Regions from separate parts of the Mus musculus genome. Here all the other regions are linked to region 2. The links are chromatin contacts, called in public ChIA-PET maps. All regions are on one chromosome and are shown on one strand. The core of a region is the stretch at or near the end of the contact, and the rest is flanking DNA. Distances in the headings are between cores, read along the strand shown. Region 1 holds the start of Crot (carnitine O-octanoyltransferase). Region 2 overlaps Slc25a40 (solute carrier family 25, member 40). Region 3 has its middle 15 kb from the start of Gm31449.

Region 1 (3,835 bases), core at 357-2,856, 540 kb after region 2:
TTATCTTGGCATGTATAACCATATAATTAGTCATCAGACTTTTTAATGCCATAAAAACAACTCATCCTGAAACAACTATATTATGGACTATAATGGGCAGAATTGTTATGATGACCTAACTCCTACCTACTCTTTTTAGTCCCCAGAACTTGTCATTATGATAGAACATCATTACTCCTATGGTTGCAACTGGGTTTCACCTACAAAAAAAAAAAAAAAAAAAAAAAGGCTTAAAATAGAGAGGACCTAACCTAATCATTTGAGTGCTTGAGCAGAGATACTGCCACACCTCTGTGTCTACATCTATGTCTTTAATGATCTGTGTCTACATCCATGTCCTTAACGAACTCAGAGACAAACAGGACTTGCAGGAAATGGGATTAATCCTAATGCAAGTGAACAGGGGTTAGACTCTGCCAACTCGAATGAACCTGAAAAGGGAGTCTCCCCCTAAAACTTCAGAAAGTAACTCATAACAGAAACCCTGGTCTCTCCTTTTGTGCGTCCATGCAGGGTAAGCAGCTAAGCTTGCTCGGACTTCAGATCTTCAGAAACTCAAAGTCTGTGTTCCTTTAACCGCTAAACATGTCACTGTCTGCTGTAACAGCAATAGGAAACTAATGCAAGCATGCCGGGCAAGCTGATCTCATTACACTTCCTTGTCATTTAACAGATCCCACAAAGAAGACCAGAGTACTAATTTTATGCCTGCTGCAGTGCTTAGCCCCTGCAAGGTTAAGCCGACTACAGATTCTTTAAGAGTTGTCTTAAGTTTTCAACCATATAAAACTAGTTAAACGATTCCAATAAAATTAAGAAAACGATGACAGTGGACTTTCTGAAAGCAAGGTGATGTGAACGCGAGAGAGGTGGGAAAATAGAACCAGGAAGTAAACAAATAGGGTCACATACCAGTAAACCACGAAGAAGTGCTCAGGACCTCCAGGAGCCTGCTTGAACAATTCGGAAAGGAAACCACAGGGAACCCGAACTGGCCAAGCCTGGTGACTGTGGAAAGGAAGAAATACACTCAAGTAAAGATCAGGAAAGGAGAAGAGGATAGTGACAGAAGCTGGAAATACAGAGAACGGACATCTGCTAGACATGAGATTTATATCACTACAGAGCTAGCTATGTTCCAAGCAGCCTATCAGATGGACCCAAGGGGCACAGGGAACCTTCCGGTGCCCGCGGGGAGGTTGCAGCAGAAGCAGAAAGCAATAAAGTTCAGAAACTCCTCCCACCAAAACAAGGGCAGCTTCTCACCGAGGATAAGGACAAGGGGAGAAAAACCAAGAAACATGCACACGCAAAACCAACCAATCGATCAAGCACTCTAGCACTCTAGCACTCTAGCGAGGCCGGTGCAACTGAGAGAGGACACCCCAAACCAGAAGGGCAAGATGCTCGGGGGGGGGGGGGGGCACCACGCCCGCGCCAGACGGGGCGCCTGGGCGCACAGCCCGACTGCACTCAGCTCGGCTTCCTGCTACTGCAATACCCTTCGACCCCCTCGCCATGTGGGAGGGGAAGGAGAGCGAGCAGCCGGCCCCAGAATCCTCACCTCCCGCGCCCCTCTTGTCCCTCTGCGTCGGCCTGCAGGCTCTGGGCTGTCCTGAGGCCGGACCAGAACGGAAAACCGCGAGGGTCCCGCCCTGTGCGCGTCGGGGAACGGGATTGGACGGGAAGCCGCGAGGGTCCCACCCCGCGCTGGAAGGGGTGGGCTGTCGAGGCTTGCTGGTCCCGCCCCCGCCGGGTTCTCGGGCTCTGGTGGCGTCCTAGGCTGCAGACCCCGGGAACGCAGCAGAAAGTCAGATAAGCGCCCTGCAGTCCCCGCTACAGCAGCTTCCTTCCGGATGCTGCGGGAGATTGGCCTCCGTCCAGAGATCTACCCACTCTCGGGCACAGCCCTGTGGCTGCGTAAGGAGGCCCACGGCTCAGCCTGCTTTTCGCCGAACTCTTAGGGGCTTGGCGCTGTGTTCTTTCTTCCCAGTCGCTCCCCCTTCTTTGTGCCAGCCTCCTTTGCATGGCCCAGGCAAGCATTTATACTACTTTAGATATAAATTTAAGAATTTATACTGAGACATTTTATTTTGTCTACCCTGTGTGCTGGCAAGAGAATAGCAGGCGAATGGATCCGGTTTGGCCTCGTCGCCTCTTTGAGACTTAAGATTTGGCCAACTCCCAGCCATCTAGGGCAAGCCCTTGCAGTCTCTAGCGATGGTCAAGCTTCAAGCTTTGGCCTTGCCTGAATATTTTTATCATCCAAGAAGTTGCGTTTTTAAAAAGCTAGCACGTCCTAGAGGAAGACTATGAGGTATTTTTAGTTTCACAGGTCAATGCCCTTTTTTTCATTTACCTCCTGAAATAAATTGATACAATTTTAAACTTATATACACTTTTTATTTGTACTTCTGTTTTGTTTTCGTGGAAGGAAAAATATTTTACCTGCTCCTGCATAGTTAAGTTATTCAACAGTTTAATGACTTCATTTCAAATTAGTATATTAAAAGCTGCTGTCTTTCCGAAATCCTTTTGAGTTTCCCGCAGAATTACTAATATGTTTCATGACTGCACAGCGTTGCTGGAGGTATTACATAATCAAGCTGGATAATCTCTCTAAGCTTGTCAAAGTGACTGTGTTAAAGAACTTTTCCCCCTCATAGTATGTAAGTGTTCCGTTCCGGATATTATATTATGCTTCGAAAATAGAATTCTTAGACTGACTGGATTTCTCAGAAACCTTCATTGTCTTTTTTTTTTTTTTTTTTTTTTTTTTTTAGTAAAAAAAATTTTGGCACCTCTTTAGAAGTTTACGCATATTGAATGTTTGCTGGTGGCAAAGAATTTAGGGTCACTCACCTTCACTGTTTTTGTGAGTTTGGTAATCTCACCAAACCAGGCCTTTATGCAGGGTCTTTAACACTGAGCTACATTCAAGCCCTGCTGCAAGTTTCTCTTCTTCCTGGTTTTGTTAAGCAGAAACGGTGTCTCCATGAAGATCTTGGCTTCTCATAAAAAGAAAACAACCTCGGGACTGAAAAAAATCAGTAGAACCTGGAGAATGTGAGAAAAATGACCATCTCTGTAAAACTGTAATTAAGCAGAGTCCTGAAAATGTTTTCTACCAAATGTATAATAGATATTTTAATGTCAAATTTAAAATCGGTAGCACTCAGATTAAATTTGAACAAGCTTGTATTTCTTAGCTCAGGATAGACAGATCTTGATGGCTGAGGAAGATATTGCAAGCTTTTGGAGTATGTCTTATAGCAACAACTTGTCCCAAGTCTTAAAATTGACTATTAAAGTTATATAAAAAATCATTCGGGCTGGAGAGATGGCTCAGCAGGTAAGAGCACCAACTGCTCTTCCAGAGGACCTGAGTTCAAATCCCAACAACTACATGCTGGCTCACAACCACCCATAATGAGATCTGACTCCCTCTTCTGGAGTATCCAACCGGAGTGAGCAGAGGTCTAAAAATTCAATTCGCAACAGCCACATGAAGGCTCACAACCATCTGTACAGTGTACTCATATACATAAAATAAATAAATCTTTAAAAAATCATTCATTTATGTGTATGAAGGGATCCATATGGACCCAGGACCCCAGGGCAAGGGGCTACCTCTGGCTAGAGAGGAGGCAGATGTGGCACATAGGCAAATGACAGTGTCAAGTCAAGGGCAAGCCCTGAGCTAGGATGAGGTGTTGACTTTCATTAGACAGATTAGGTCAGTCAAAGGAGCGGAGGGTTGATAGCTGAACCGCAATACTTTGATAACTAGACTTTGGTAGTCCGCCTCAGGAGAGGGAAATGACCAAATAAGGGA
Region 2 (3,796 bases), core at 1,257-3,756:
TGTTTATTTTTTGTATATGTCTACATATACATGAAGGTGAGAGGAAACCTTGAAGAGTTAGTTCTCCCATTCCACCTTGTGGACTTTGGGATTTGAACTCAGGTGGTCAGGCTTAGCAGCACGTGCCCTTTCCCACACTGAGCTCAGGAATGAGATTTTAAGTATGATGAGAATGCAGGGGTAGAAAACGGTGGCTTTGGAATGTGTAACTCGGAGTCTGATCTCTGGCACAGATGATAAATAATTTAAAAGTAAGTAAGATGCCAATGCAAGAAATGCTATTTATTATTATTTACTTATCTCTATAAAGCAAAAAGCACTTTATCACGTTTTATGTGTATTCTATGAAATATGACGTATACCCTCCCTGCCTAATGTATTTCGGTGACAATGATCTCTAGGGTTGGTAGGTGAACAAATGCATTTTGTATCATAGTGGAAAGTGTTTGTATGTTTCATCAGAAATAAATGATACATGGTTTATTGTACCATGTTGTTTTACATTACAATCCTGTGTTGGTTTACATTAAAATATTAATATATACAGATGTGTATTTGTGATTTGTAGTAGTAAAAATTTTAAAATCCTGACCCAGGCCTTCTTTTCTGTCTTAGACAGTTTATGTTGTCAGATGAAATACAATGAAAGATGCACATAATCTTTATTCTTTTAATATGCCTTAGGCATATAACAGCTGCACAGTAGCTGGGCAGCTGCCTACCCTCCATGCTGTTAGAATCTACTTTCCTATTGATAACCCTGAGTTATCACATACTGTTTACTATGTTCCCCCTGGGTTACTCCTAACTCCAGTGGGGCAGCCCTCTGGGCCATGTTCTCTTGGCCCTTAGCCCATGGTGGCTCGCCTCCATCCTGCATGTTCTTTGTGGCAGAACCTTCCCCTAATGAATAAAGATTTCAAGGGGCCAATCACTGGGTGAGGAGTAGGTGGAACTTCCCAGTTGGGGAGAGGAAGAAAGAAGACTTCCTTTTAGACCAGAGAGAGCTTGGAGGCACAATGTAGGTACCCAGAACACACAAACACACACATCAGGTTAGAATATATATAACTTAATTTATATAACTTAAAGTAGCTTACAAAATTATGAAGATAGTTTCTGTGCCCAGCATTGTGTTACCCGTTGATCCTAAGCTAAGATTGTGTGGTTTTTCTTCAAGTGGAGTCTCAACTGGGATCCAGAGAAAAGTACGACGACAGGGCACCCCAGCCAGCAACGGGAATTGGGAAGTGTGGGCCATGGGTGGCAACATCCCACCATGGGAACTTAGCATCCTAGTGGGAGAACTCTGGCTGGCCTGGCCTGGCCTCCTGTGCCTTGCCAGTGATAGTGTGGATTACCATTTAACATTTCACACAATACTTCTTCCTGTATTCCTGGTGCCTTCTTCCTGCTCTCTCCTTGTGGTCTCTCTAAGCCCACCTGTGTCTCTTCTGCCCAGCTATTGGCTGTTGGCATCTTTATTCTCCAATCAGAATTACTTTGGGGCCTTCACTTAGCATTACAGTTGACAGGAAGAGAGAAACCACAAAAGTGATTTCCTTTCCTTTTTTTTTTTTTAATTAAAATATGTTGTGCTTGCTTAGAAGTACCACTGGCTTTCATATACAATCACTATAAAATGCTATGAAATACATACATGAAAGTTCATTATTAAACTTAACCTTTCCCTTAAGTTGTTATATTTCTTTTTTATTGTTAGAAAAGAGCAGGGAACAGAGCATAGAAACATATTTGAAATAGTATTATTGTTAATATGGGAAAAGGTCCCCTATTCTTGCCAAAAAAAAGTGATTAGGACAAAAATAAGTTAACTACATTTTTGTTAGTGACACATTGCAAGCCATGCAGCTGGATAAGAAGTGTAAATTGGGACTGGAAATCTGGCTCAGCTTACAAGCATTGACTGCTCTTCCAGAGAACCTGAGTTCCTTTCCCAGCAACCACATGGTACTTCACAACTATCTGTAGCTTCAGTTCCAGTGGGCTTCCACAGGCACTACATACACGTAGTATATATACATACGTGTCTATATACATAAGAGTGTAGGCAAAACACCCATACACAAGAAATTGTTTTAAAAAATGACATTTTCCCTACTTTTAACTCATTAGCATTAATATTTGGAAAATAACTTTGTTTTATAGTAGTATTTGAATACATTTAGTTTCTGAAATAAATATTACTCTTTAAATTTTCTCCAAAACTTTTCTCTTCTAAATTAATGTAACCATTGTTGGCTTGAATGGCTATCCTCAGATATCACATTATAGTAACAAACTAAGCTTTTGACCCTGTATGCTTGTTAGGTTTTTGGTGCATTCACGTGGGATTTGCAGAGTGTATATGCACGTTCTTTGTCATGTGGTTGGTTGTTGCCTGAATGTGAGACGTTCCTCATACGTGCCTATGTTTAAACACTCAGTCCACAGTTGGTAGCCTTGTTTTAGAAGTTGTGGGTTCTTTAGTAGCTAGAGCCTTGATGGAGACAGTGAGTCACTGTGGGTGGGGCTTCAGGTTGGCACTCTTTCTCTAGGTTGGCAGTGCAGTGTAACCAGCCTGCTTCACACTCTTGCTGCCACCACGATAAGCTACATTCCTGGGGATAAGCCACAATGGACACTTCTCTCAAGTTGCTTCTTTCTAGGGATTTGGGCAAAATGACAATCCTAGTGATGATTATTATAAAGGATACAAACTTAAGGTTTAATGTTAAAGAAAAGTTAAGTTCTCATAATTTATTACTGAAATACTGTTTTTAAAGAAATGTATTAAAACCTTTAACCACATACACATTAACCTAATACATATCTGGCTTTTTACAAAATGGAGTAAAATTCAATTTTCCCCAAAAATGTTCTTGCATATGACACATGATTTTTTTTTCTCTACTTTTCTTGGGCATAAATTTAGGGACACATGAAAATTTTATTCACTGTATTACTTTTACATTTTTCCAAAATTAGAATTAGAATTCTAAAATTCCCATTTTAGAATTAGAGACTGTTGCTTTTATTTGTTAATCTGTCAACATTTATTAAGACATTTTAAATCTGGAAAGATAGCTCAATAGGTAAAGATGTTTGCCACCAAGCATAACAACCTGTGTTCAAGCCCCAGGTTCCACACAGGATAGAATCAGTTCTGACAACTGGGGCAAGTAACCCAACAGTCTGAAAGCCTCCCTGGAGTTCTGTACACAGGGGAACAGAAACCACAGTCCATAGGCCTCCCTGGAGAACATCTGCACACAGGGCAACAAGTTGACTGCTCCTCTGAAAACCAAAGAGTCTAAAGGCCTCACAGGAGATCTACTGCAGCCAGGGCAACGGATACTTAGCTCCTCTACCCCTCTTAAGACCCCACAGTTGGAAGGCCCCACGGAAGGAAGAAATACAGGAAAACACAATCAAACAGATGAAGGAATTGAATAAAGCAGTCAAAACCTAAAAGTGGAAGTGGAAACAATAAAGAAAACACAAATGGAGACAACCCTGGAAATGGGAAACCTAGGAAAGAGGTCAGGAATTACAGAGGTAAGCATCACCAACTTGAGTTGTTCAGTTTCCATGGGTATGTGGGCTTACTGTAGTTTTGGTTCTTACTGAAGACCAGCTTTAATTCGTAATCGTCTGATAGGATGCATGGGATTATTTCAGTCTTCTTGTATTGGTTGAGGCCTGTTTTGTGCCCAATCATATGGTCAGTTTTGGAGAAGGTACCATGAGGTGCTGAGAAGAGGTATATTGTTTTGTTTTAGGGTGAAATGTTCTG
Region 3 (4,129 bases), core at 1,395-3,894, 600 kb after region 2:
CCAGGGGAAGCAAGCTAGTAAGGAACATCCCTCCATAGCCTCTGCATCAGCTCCTGCTTTCTGACCTGCTTGAGTTCTAGTCCTGACTTCCTTGGTGACAAACAGCAGTATGGAAGTATAAGCTGAATAAACCCTTTCCTCCCCAACTTGTTTCTTGGTCATGATGTTTGTGCAGGAATAGAAAACCTGACTAAGACAATGAAGAAAAAATTATAAAAAATTAGAAATTTATATAAAGTACATATTACCTAGAAGTAAGATCAATAATCATCCAACTGTAATTCCCCCAAAAGAAACCCCCCCAAAAAACAAAAAACAAAAAAACAGTTTAACCTGCAATTGTCACATCTAACCGTCTATCCTGCATCCTGAAATGACAGAAGGAGAAGAAGGAGAAGAAGAAGTTGTAGTGGTAGTTAGTAGTAGTAGAAATAGCATAAATTGACACAAACTAGAGAGAATGATTCAGGAGCGGGGAACCAAGGAACTGTGTCCATCAGATTGGCCTGTGGGCATGGGAGGATTTTCTTGATTAATAGTTGATGTAGGAGGACCGAGCCAGCTCTGGGCAGTCCCATTCCTGGGTATGTGGTCAAGGCCATAGAAGATTGTGTAAGCGATGGAGAGCAGCCAGTAAGCATCATTCCTCTATGATCTCTGCTTCAGTTTCTGCCTCCTTCCCTGGCTTCCTTTGATAATGGACTCTGTAAAACAAGTCAACCTTTCCTCCCTGAGATGCTTTTGTTCATAGTGTTTATCACAGTACAAAGATCAAGTAGAGCAATTCCTTATCAAATCGACTATAGTCATAAGTGACCTATGTAAGCTTACATCATACCCCCAGGTTTAATGTAGAGTAGCCAAGGAAAGCTTGCCAAGTGCGAGCCTTTGTAGAACACCTAATTGATAAAATCTCCTGTTCACTAGTCTTGGCTCTGAATGCTTTCCTTTCTTTACATTATTTCTCCTTGACTCCCACTTTCTTTCCAGTGTTTCACTGTGTGTTAGACCAGGCTGCTCTGGAACTTGCAGTGATCTGCTTTCTTTGTCTCCTGAGTACAATTTACAGAAGTATGCTACAACGCATAGCTTAAATATTTTTTCTCTAACAGTGAAACCTGGTGGCACTGGGAGAAAAAGTCACCGTAGAGCCTTTGTATCTCTCCTTCAAAACCTCACCAGCCTTCCTCACCAGGAGTGTAATGGCTCTCTTTCTGAATACACTAGACCCTTTGGTTCCTATGTTGATTCTTCTTAATTGACACATCTTAATTTTATGTATTTGTGGTGTATTTTGTGACACTTCAATACATGTATATAATGTGTGATGATCAGAACAGAGTAAGTGCTCTGTAGTCATACATAACCAATGAGTTGACTGGAATTGGGTGGGGAGGACAAAACCTCATTTCAGTTAGGACTTGGCTGTGCACTGACAAGTTTATGGTATCATATATCACCTAGGCATCTTCCAGTCCCAATCATATTAAGGTTTAATCTCACACTTGACCTTCTTAGTTTTTTGAGACAGGATTTCTCTGGGTAGAGGCGACTGTCCTGGAACTTACTCTGTAGACCAAGCTGGCCTTGAACTCACAGAGATCCATCTGCCTTTGTCTCCCAAATGCAGGGATCAAAGGTGTTCACCACCACCTCTCAGATTACTCTGAATCTTTTATCTCCTAATTTTACTTGATACGTTTTATAACTCCTTTCCTTTCAGGCTGGTGCTATCTTCCTTCACTAGTAATTAAACTAATCCTAATTGTTCTGCCTGATTTTTATATTACTAATATATATGGATGCATATATGTTATAATACTTATGCATTTAGATATATACATATGTATATGTGTGTGTGTGTGTGTGTGTGTGTGTGTGTGTATGCCAATAATTCACCAACCTTTATTATGTAGAGTTAACAATCAAAACTCCAATGCTTGCAAGATGGCTCAGTAGGTAAAAGAATTTGCTGCCAAGCCTGACCATCAGAGTTCAATCCCTGCACTCCCACGTGGTGGGAGGAGATAACTTAACCTTGCAAGTTGTCCTCTGTTGTCTACACACATTCTGAGTAACGCACGAGCGCGCGCACACACACACACACACACACACACACACACACACGAAAAAATAAAATATAAACACACTACCAAAAGTCTCCCTTCTTTCAATGGAAACCTAAACCATGGAATGCAACCTTATTTCATATCTTAGGAAACTGTAAAATTTTGCTTCATTTCTAACACGATGTAAGAAGTATTTTCTTAGTACAGCTAACACAGGTTGAAGTATGAAAGTTTCTCAGTACAGAAACACAGGTTGAAGTGTGAAAGTTTTTCAGAGGCAGCAGTTGGTATCTTCCCTGAAGTTTCCCTGGCACTTTTACTGAATGTTTTCTGTACATTCTGGGAGATGTTGTACCAAACGCATCACCCGCTAGGGAAGGAGGGGCTGTGATGCTGCTGTGACATCAAAGGTAGAAGGGGGTGAATGTTCAGCTAGTTTAAGCAAGGAGAAGCAAAAGCATAAATTGAAAACTACATCAATTGAAGCGCAAACTCCTCCTCATCCAAAAGAGCGGAGGTTATAAACAAGTTTGCTGGGCAGACTGAGTCAGAGACTGAGTAGTTAAAATGAAACAGAAAGCACTAGCAACTCCCAACACTGAACTCTGGGTGGTGTAAACTGCTAACAAATTCCACTCCTGGATGAGGAAACACAAATTGTTTTATGTAATTAAAAGTTCAACCATTCCCAAAGATTTCTATTTTGGGGAATAGAAACTGGAGGAAGCAAAGTAATTGAGTGTTGATTAAAATTAGAAAATCAGGTTCCCTAACTCTATTGGGGGAAAATCCCTAAATCATTTTCCCAGCAAAGAGGGAAGCCATGCATATTTCTCTCTGGCATTAACAATGGCTGTGTGGAGAGTGATTCATTAATTGGTTTGCTAACAAATAGCATGCCCTACTTTCACACACTAAGATTGTTTCCACGAATGCAAGCAATGGTCTGAAGCAGCCATGTTCCTAACAATGTGGAGCTGCAAAACAAATTTCAGAAAAGGGTCGTGAGTTTCCTAAAAGGTGGGGAAAATGAATTAACATTATTCTGGTCTCTTTCTGAGGCTAATATAGATGGTGAGGATGACGCATCGGGGTCAAAGCCATTAATCTGCTGTAGAATTTAATCCTGATAAATGAATAAAAGGCTATAAACAAGTTTATTGTAAATATCTCTTGAATAAGAAAACCGTGAATCATCTTCATGTTCAGAAATAGTTATGAGTTTCTGGTTTTCCAGTGTAAGAACCCAAGGCAAGACTTCTGTAACAGGTATAAGAGTTGACAGTGACAGCTACAAGTGGAAGCGACGATGTCAGCTCCCCGTTTTCCAGTTAAAAGAGTAGCAGGTATGAAATATAAGACGAAGCTTTCCCTCTGGCCGTTCTGAGGAAGAAAGCCAGTACGTTATCTGTGGGAAGCAAGCGCTCGACTGCACAGCCACATCGGCCGACAGTTGCATTTAAGCTGCCGTCAGCCTACCACGCATGTGCTGAGCCCACGTGGTATGAGGGTACAGTTGTTTCCTGTGCTGCTATGTCTACTCCTCAAAATCTTTTTATATAAAACTATAAACTCACTTGGGTAACACCTAGTGAAGGCTTCTTAACTTATGTTAATAATCTCTGCTTTTGATGCACTAGTTAGCGTTCTTTGAGTGAATATTTATGGAAGAAACTAAGGAATACTCTGCACGACTTCATGTTACAAGCTACTTTGGGGCCATTCTGACTTCAGTTGTGCGCTATGGGCTGTATGTGTTACTTCATACTGCTACAGTGGTGGCGTACGCCTTTAATCCCAGCACTTGGGAGGCAGAGGCAGGCGGATTTCTGAGTTCGAGGCCAGCCTGGTCTACAGAGTGAGTTCTAGGACAGCCAGGGCTACACAGAGAAACCCTGTCTCCAAAAACAAAACAAAACAAAACAAAACAAAACAAAACCTAATTCTTAAATAATAGAAAACCACCAGGAAGCAGCTCAGAGAGAGAAGTTTCAGAAGTAGGATTCCAGTACTAGCTAGACTCTCACATCTCCCCTCTTCCCACTCTGCCACCTCCTTTC

Evidence for each region. ChIA-PET counts read pairs in DNA pulled down with a chosen protein or histone mark.
Region 1: an RNA polymerase II ChIA-PET map of effector CD8 T cells shows a contact between it and region 2, with 15 read pairs. The contact joins the promoter of Crot here to the enhancer-like site in region 2. A contact is called at or near these places in 15 of 39 promoter capture datasets (the 3T3-L1 cell line, 3T3-L1-derived adipocytes, the C10 cell line and 8 more), 10 of 115 datasets of contacts at active chromatin or transcription factors (the SCID.adh cell line, bone marrow-derived macrophages, effector CD8 T cells and 5 more) and 2 of 9 other capture datasets (adipose tissue and liver).
Region 3: an RNA polymerase II ChIA-PET map of effector CD8 T cells shows a contact between it and region 2, with 8 times the contacts expected there. The contact joins two enhancer-like sites. A contact is called at or near these places in 2 of 115 datasets of contacts at active chromatin or transcription factors (effector CD8 T cells and memory CD8 T cells).

The regions. Positions count from the first base shown.
Region 1 is chr5:8,995,540-8,999,374 of GRCm38.p6, forward strand. Crot (carnitine O-octanoyltransferase) reads right to left here and starts at 1,607. Exons shown (of 18, transcript NM_023733.3): 1 at 1,565-1,607; 2 at 913-1,008.
Region 2 is chr5:8,454,250-8,458,045 of GRCm38.p6, forward strand. It overlaps Slc25a40 (solute carrier family 25, member 40), which reads left to right. Exons shown (of 12, transcript NM_178766.5): 12 at 1-590. Among named protein-coding and RNA genes, the nearest start is that of Slc25a40, 33 kb to the left of the region's middle. Within about 2 kb of position 2,507, at least 51 of the 459 cell types and tissues checked have an H3K27ac peak or open chromatin away from gene starts, as enhancers often do. A contact at or near this core is called in the SCID.adh cell line, effector CD8 T cells, memory CD8 T cells and 1 more, where this site is marked.
Region 3 is chr5:9,056,882-9,061,010 of GRCm38.p6, forward strand. No RefSeq gene overlaps it. Among named protein-coding and RNA genes, the nearest start is that of Gm31449, 15 kb to the right of the region's middle. Within about 2 kb of position 2,645, at least 36 of the 459 cell types and tissues checked have an H3K27ac peak or open chromatin away from gene starts, as enhancers often do. A contact at or near this core is called in effector CD8 T cells and memory CD8 T cells, where this site is marked.